2 separate regions of the Zea mays genome follow, and region 2 is linked to region 1. A link is a contact called in public Hi-C data. All regions are on one chromosome and are shown on one strand. Each heading gives the region's core, a stretch centred on a gene start, on an enhancer-like site or on the middle of the called end of the contact. The rest is flanking DNA. Distances are from core to core; before and after follow the strand shown.

Evidence for each region. Hi-C and Micro-C count contacts between places; a contact is called where the count stands out from the background.
Region 2: a contact with region 1 is called in a Hi-C map of leaf mesophyll, with 2.2 times the contacts expected there. The contact joins the enhancer-like site here to the promoter of LOC103634425 in region 1. A contact is called at or near these places in 19 of 25 Hi-C or Micro-C datasets (bundle sheath, ear, endosperm and 6 more).

What each region holds. Positions count from the first base shown.
Region 1 is chr7:179,491,369-179,494,493 of Zm-B73-REFERENCE-NAM-5.0, forward strand. It overlaps LOC103634425 (cytochrome P450 734A5), which reads right to left and starts at 1,600. Exons shown (of 2, transcript XM_008655948.3): 1 at 1,140-1,600. The coding sequence starts at 1,443.
Region 2 is chr7:179,537,398-179,540,534 of Zm-B73-REFERENCE-NAM-5.0, forward strand. LOC100280627 reads right to left here. Exons shown (of 12, transcript NM_001371672.1): 12 at 2,841-3,137. Among protein-coding and RNA genes, the nearest start is that of LOC100280627, 16 kb to the right of the region's middle. Within about 2 kb of position 1,459, at least 6 of the 20 cell types and tissues checked have an H3K27ac peak or open chromatin away from gene starts, as enhancers often do. A contact at or near this core is called in bundle sheath, leaf mesophyll, root tip and 1 more, where this site is marked.

The sequences.
Region 1 (3,125 bases), core at 350-2,849:
CTAATTAATCCAATTGCTTGTCTCTCTTAAAAAAGGAGAGAGAAAACCTTATTGGTTTTCATCGGTCATGCATGTGTGTGTGAGTGAATATATAAACCACGTCTAGTATAATTCTTTTGACAAAATGCAAGTTGGCATATGAAATCATATATGCTGCATCCGACGTAGCATGATCAAGCAAGCGCATATGCATGTGATACCATACCATGGGAAACGCGGCAAGTGCAAGCAGGCAATGATAAAATCTCTAGGCGTACTGGGTTGCCGTGCAGCCAAGCTAAGGCCGCAGCACTTTGCTTCAGTGTTTTAAACGCACATGCATGCATGCGCATGATCTATAGCATGTGTAGGTAAGTCGTCGTAGCTGGCTAGGGTTGTCCTTTCCATGTTATACTCCACAAACCGCGTCGACTAATTATCATCAACGATCTCCGCAAAGATTAGCATAATATAGCATAAACTAACAGCGAGTAAGCAACCAACGGGTTTGGATCCTCGCTCGATCAACTCTGACTACAACTTCTACATATGTTTAAAGTGAGATTGCACGAAGCACGAAGCAAGCATGAAAGCCGGCCGCTTGCACGTACCGCACGGATGGATCCACATATGTTTAAAGTGAGATTGAGTTGGTGAATTCAAAGCGAAACTGAGATGACGAAATGAAGGTCACTCTACTCAACAATAGAGCATAGTTTAGATGAGTTGTTGTGTTTCTGTCTGCCAAAAGCATGGAAGCATGTCGCCTCCTTTCCCGCCCGCGCGCGCGCGTCGTACGTCCACTCTTTTATTTATTTATTTATTTAAAAAATATGATATAGATTTGTATATGCATACGCGCAAATGCACGCCTTTTGTTTAATTTCCATTCATGCGGAGTTGGAACCGGTAAACCTGTAAAGTTGCACCGTCGTTGATTCTTCCTTTTGGCTTTGTCAAAGGCTAAGGTTTTCGATCGAAGGAAATAAAAAAAGGGAATAATGTTTTGAAGAATTCGATGGATGGACGAATCTCAGGTGATCGTAAGAGAAGAACTGGATGGATTAATTAAGTAATTAGTTGATTATTGATCCAGGATGCACTGCAGAGATTAGGCATGCAACAGGCCAACTAGTGGGGTGTCGATCGATATACCGTACCGTAGAGTTTGTCCCAATGGTGGTGGAAGGCGAGCACCCGGGGCAGAACTCGGTGCGGCTCATCGCGCGGCGCGGGGCGGGAGGAGGCGTCCTCCATGAGGCGGCTGAGCTCGATGGAGCTGCCCAGGTACAAGCGGTAGCCCGGCCCACGCACGCCGTGGCGCGCGAAGTGGCGCTCCAGCCGGCGCGGCCGCCACCACAGCGCCTCCATGAGCCGCGCCACGGCCGCGTGCAGGCACAGCCACGCCGCGGCCGCGAGCAAGGTCGCTTGCCACGGCCACGGCCAACACCACGCCGTCGTCATATGGCGCGCGCTACGCTCGGGGCGGCGGGTGCCCGCGGGGGGGTTATTTGCCGGTGCACCGGCGTGGAGGAAGAAGCAGCAGCTGCGGTGCTAGCTGCCCCGCCTCGCCCTTTCGAGGTGGAGTGGAGGCAGGAGGCCGCAATGGGGACCTGGTAGTACGCCTTCCCTACGCGGGACGCCAGGTTTATATAGACAGAAGACAGGCACATAGCTAGCTGCTGGGCGACAGCAGTGGGAAGGATGAGATGCATTCATGCATGAGACTGCGATGTCGATCGGCAGCTTTTCGTATTTGGATTATTGAATTGAATACAGAGGCCTTATCTGTGCTCCAGGTTGCTGCCATCCACGGAATTTTTCTTTTTTCCTCTTTATTTATTAACACTTTGTAGTAGAGCATATATTGAATTGTATATGGGTCTGATGATGAAGCAGGGAATTGGAGGACTGTTCTTCGTCGTTCATGCATGGTAGGGGGTAGGTGAGCAATGTCAACAAAGTTTGAAACGAATGAAAGCATCCTACAAGATTCACACACACACACATACTCCATTGTTGCGGAATTTTAGTCTAGTCTCGGAGGGGGGGAAAAGAGGTTTTCACATTGCTTTAATTTGGTCTGATGGACTCCGGATTGGAGTTGGATTTCCATGTCGTCTAGGTCTAGCTAGCTTTGCATTGAGGCACCCTGAGGTCTGGTCAGGTCGCGCCGCGCGCGCATGCACTCGCGGCTGCTGCCTGCTGTGTTGCTGTCGTCCGTCCGGGAAAAAGGCGTGGCGCGGGGGGTTGGTACGGTCGGGGCCCTGTCGCCGCCAGCCACGCGCATGCACGGCACAACACGGCACAGTTGGCCACGTACACGCACCGGCCGGTAGCTGATCCGATCCCCCTTCCTTCTCTCTATTCCTGATGCCGGAATGTAGCTAGCTGTTCTTTACATATATATTTTTTTCATGTTTTATAATATTCAGACATCACTGGTATATATACGAATACCGGACCTGACACGCCTTTATTTTTCGTGGTCGTTAACCACCGTTCAGTTCGAACCGAAAAGCCAGATCAAAACGTACCCTCCGTCACCAGGTACAGGTATTGCTTTGCATGCAAATCCTTGTCATTTCTACCCTTTTTTATGGTGTTAGTGGTTGGATTGCTTCCTACTTTTTAGACTAGAATATGATAGATACATGCTTTGTTTGCCTACGACTTCCTTGCATGTCTGCACTGTGTGCTGCTGCCATCTACATCTACATTAATTCTCCAGGTGCGTATATGTACTACCGGCGTTTATTGATATGCAAATACTAAGACGATATACAAACGCATACTAAGATGCTTCCCTGCTGGCAGTACATGTATATATATATATATGCAGATATACTCATTTTGTTTCTTAAAGTACGCGTACATACTCATTTTGTAGAAAATAAAACATATTCCTCTGTCCTAAAATTTAGTTCTTTCTAGTCTTTCCATCCATATTAAATCAATATAATAAATACGGACGCACCTACAAACTATATTCATAGATTAATTAATGAATGCATTTTTAGTCTAAAACGTTATCTAGATAGAGATACTAATAATTAGCTAGTATATATGCAGTCCACTTGTTTGCCATCGACATAGTATATATATGCACCGCAAGAGGCATACTAATCTTGAAGTACATTGAATTC
Region 2 (3,137 bases), core at 209-2,708, 46 kb after region 1:
GAGGAGCCAAGTAGAACGGAGTCGTTCCATCCCTGATTCTAGGAACGGAGCCGCTCTGTTCTGTGCTTGGTAATCTGGAACGGAGCCGCTCTGTTTTTTGTTTGGTTGCAGAGTGAACGGAACGGAGCGTGACTGTGAGAGCGGGATGAGAACGGAGCGGCTCCGTCCGGTTGATTTTTTGGAGCGGAATGGTTCCGGATCTGAGGAGAATATTCACTAATTGGAGTCATTCCGTTCTACTTACTTTGTAACCAAACAACAACAAAACTGAGACAAAACGGCTCCATTCTACTTGTCTCTTCAACCAAACACTACCTTAGTGCTCGTTAATAACAGCAACGGAGACTAAAAGTCTCCTTTCTTCAATCCCAGTTGCTGGTTCAGGGGACTAAGCTAAAAGATGAGATCTTTAGTCCCAGTCTCCTAGATTTACAGTTTAGACCGAAAAACGGAGACTGAACGACCAGGTTTTTTTTTAACCAGAAGTATAGATCGATTGTGCAATATAATAGTGTCAGCTGATTGTTGTCGTAACTCTCAAAGTCGTCGCTTCGTTATTAATCCGGCCGGGCGGCCGTTCGATCAGCAACCCATTTACAATATCGCCTGTATATATATATAATAATATAAAAAATAATGTACTTATATTCTCCCGATGCCGCCGCCGAACTGTGTCTACGCTGTCACTGGAGTGTCTCTAGTCATTAACAATCCGCAGGGTCCGCGCGCGTGATACTCTGCAAGTTCCCATTATTTTGATTTTTCTTTGTATTGGACAGTTTTTTTTCTATTTTTATATGTTTTAATATAGGATGAATTGAAATTTGAAATTTAAAATATTAGTAAAGCAAATAACAAAAACATTTTATCATTTTTTAGATTTTTAATAATTTTCTTGAGTTTAATTGTACAACGATGACACATAAAACTTCATTACACAATACTCCCTCAGTCCATATGAGTTTGTTCCTTTGGATTTGTTTTAAGTCAATCACTATTAACTTTTTGACCGGTTATATCATCAGATGTTCTATAAGATCTTAGTGAAATTACTAGATTTATCGTAACTTGAACTATCATCATATGTAATTCTTTTAGTTCAAAACAATTTAATTATATATATATATATATATATATATATATATATATATATATATATATATATATATCAAAGTTTAAATAGTTTGATCAGCTGAGACAAACCTAGAAAGACAAAATCGGAAGGAGAGAATATAGTTTTTGTGTATAGAACGCGTGAGTAACTTGGAAGTTGGAACGTACATACTCCTCACAATAGTTTTTTATCTAACTTGGAACGAACATATAGAAACCAGCTGGTCACCGCTGGCCCAGCAGCATACGTACGCCAACGCACGCAGCCGCCGTTGACAAGCATGCATGCATTGGCATTGCAGTGCGGACGGCGGCTGCAACCAGCGCGGCAGTGCTGACAGGCATTCGTGATTGCGACAGCGGCTGGGGATACCCATAATCTGGTGCCCATGTCAACGAGTCACGAGGGTGCAGGTGAAGCTCAACGATCGAGTCGAGAGCTGCAGAGCATAGCCGCCTGTAGTTTCTCCCCTCCTCTTTTTTTTTAAAAAAAAAGGAGCTAGACGAAACATGTCCCTTTAAATATAGATATCTTTCTAAATAGACAATTTTCTTAGTTGATCTAAAATTAAATTAGGCATTATTGTCATATATTGGCTCAGGTGGATTGTGATATCATAGTCCGAGACTTAATAGGATTGATAGAATACTCATAACAACATCTTTTTTTGAAATTCTATCTCGAAGAACATATAAAAATTAAGTGTGTTTGGGGCTCGTAGGTGGATTGTGACAACCTAGTCAAAGACTTAATATGATTGATAGAATACGCATACCAAAAAAGTGCAACTTCTTTCTCGGAAATCTGTCTCAAACACACATCTGAGTTAAGCGTGCTTGGTGATGATAAAGTGAGCACAAAAAACTCGTGTTGGTAACCGGAAAGTTTTTCTCCGTGCGCATGATTAAGCACAAAGTGCACACAAAAGACATATGTTGAAGATGTCTCTCTAGATAGACACCTTTCTATGGATGATCAAGACTAGAGTGGACATTAGTAACTATGTTAGGTGATACCATAACCACCAAACAGACACATCCTCTGACAGAGAGTGAAAATGATTTTATATTATCCTTCAGGACAAGATATCCTTTCACCACACCACTTCACCATGCATATATTTTATGATTAGATCAATACAAATATATGTTTTTTTTCAATCACTTGTTCATTTACATTTCTATTATTTTATTTATATTTCATACTTTAACAAATAGATCAATGGATAGATAATCAATGGACTGGCTCTAGCCCCAGGCTCAGGCAAAGAGCAATTGTTGTTTACTGCTCTGATGCTGACAAGGCGGCCAGTGTAAGACGATATATGAACACGGTAGCTCGGCGAGCGAGCTTCTTGTGACAAAGAATTATACTACGCGGTGCAAGATCTGCAAACCTCATCCAAAATACTTCGCAGATACGATGATCGATGGGTAGCACTTGGCAGACAAGTAGCCTGTCCCTATCCCTTCTTTTTCTTTTCTTTTTTTGCCTTCTCCAAAATACGATGTGTTACATCAGTCGCTGAACAGAGCCCAGGCGTTCAGCAGTCAGCACAAGATGAATGTTCAGAATAGTGAGAGCCAGGTCACGTGACAGTTACACAGAGGTGCCTGGCCATGGAAGGTTTCCTGTAGCCTTACTATAACCACCAGAAATTTAATTAAACGGAGATTTGCAATGCCAATGCAGGAGAAGACCGCGTATGAATAGCATGAAAGTGCCATAGACAAAAGAGATCCAGCTTTTACTTGTCGAGCACATTAGGCAGTATTCTCAATTCTGATACCTGCTGCTGCTGAGATGCAAACCCTTCCAAATGGGGTCAATATGCCCCCTCTCCAAGAGCTAGTTCTCTAACAAAAGCATAAATAGAAAACCTGTATTTTCTGCTAATAAAAAACACAAAGAAGAAAGGCATAAATACTACATCACTGCATAGACCCTGTTAGGCATCAGTTAGAACCGGATGAAAAAAAAAGGAGTTCAGGGCAAAATTTTATTGAACTAGCTCTTGTTCAGC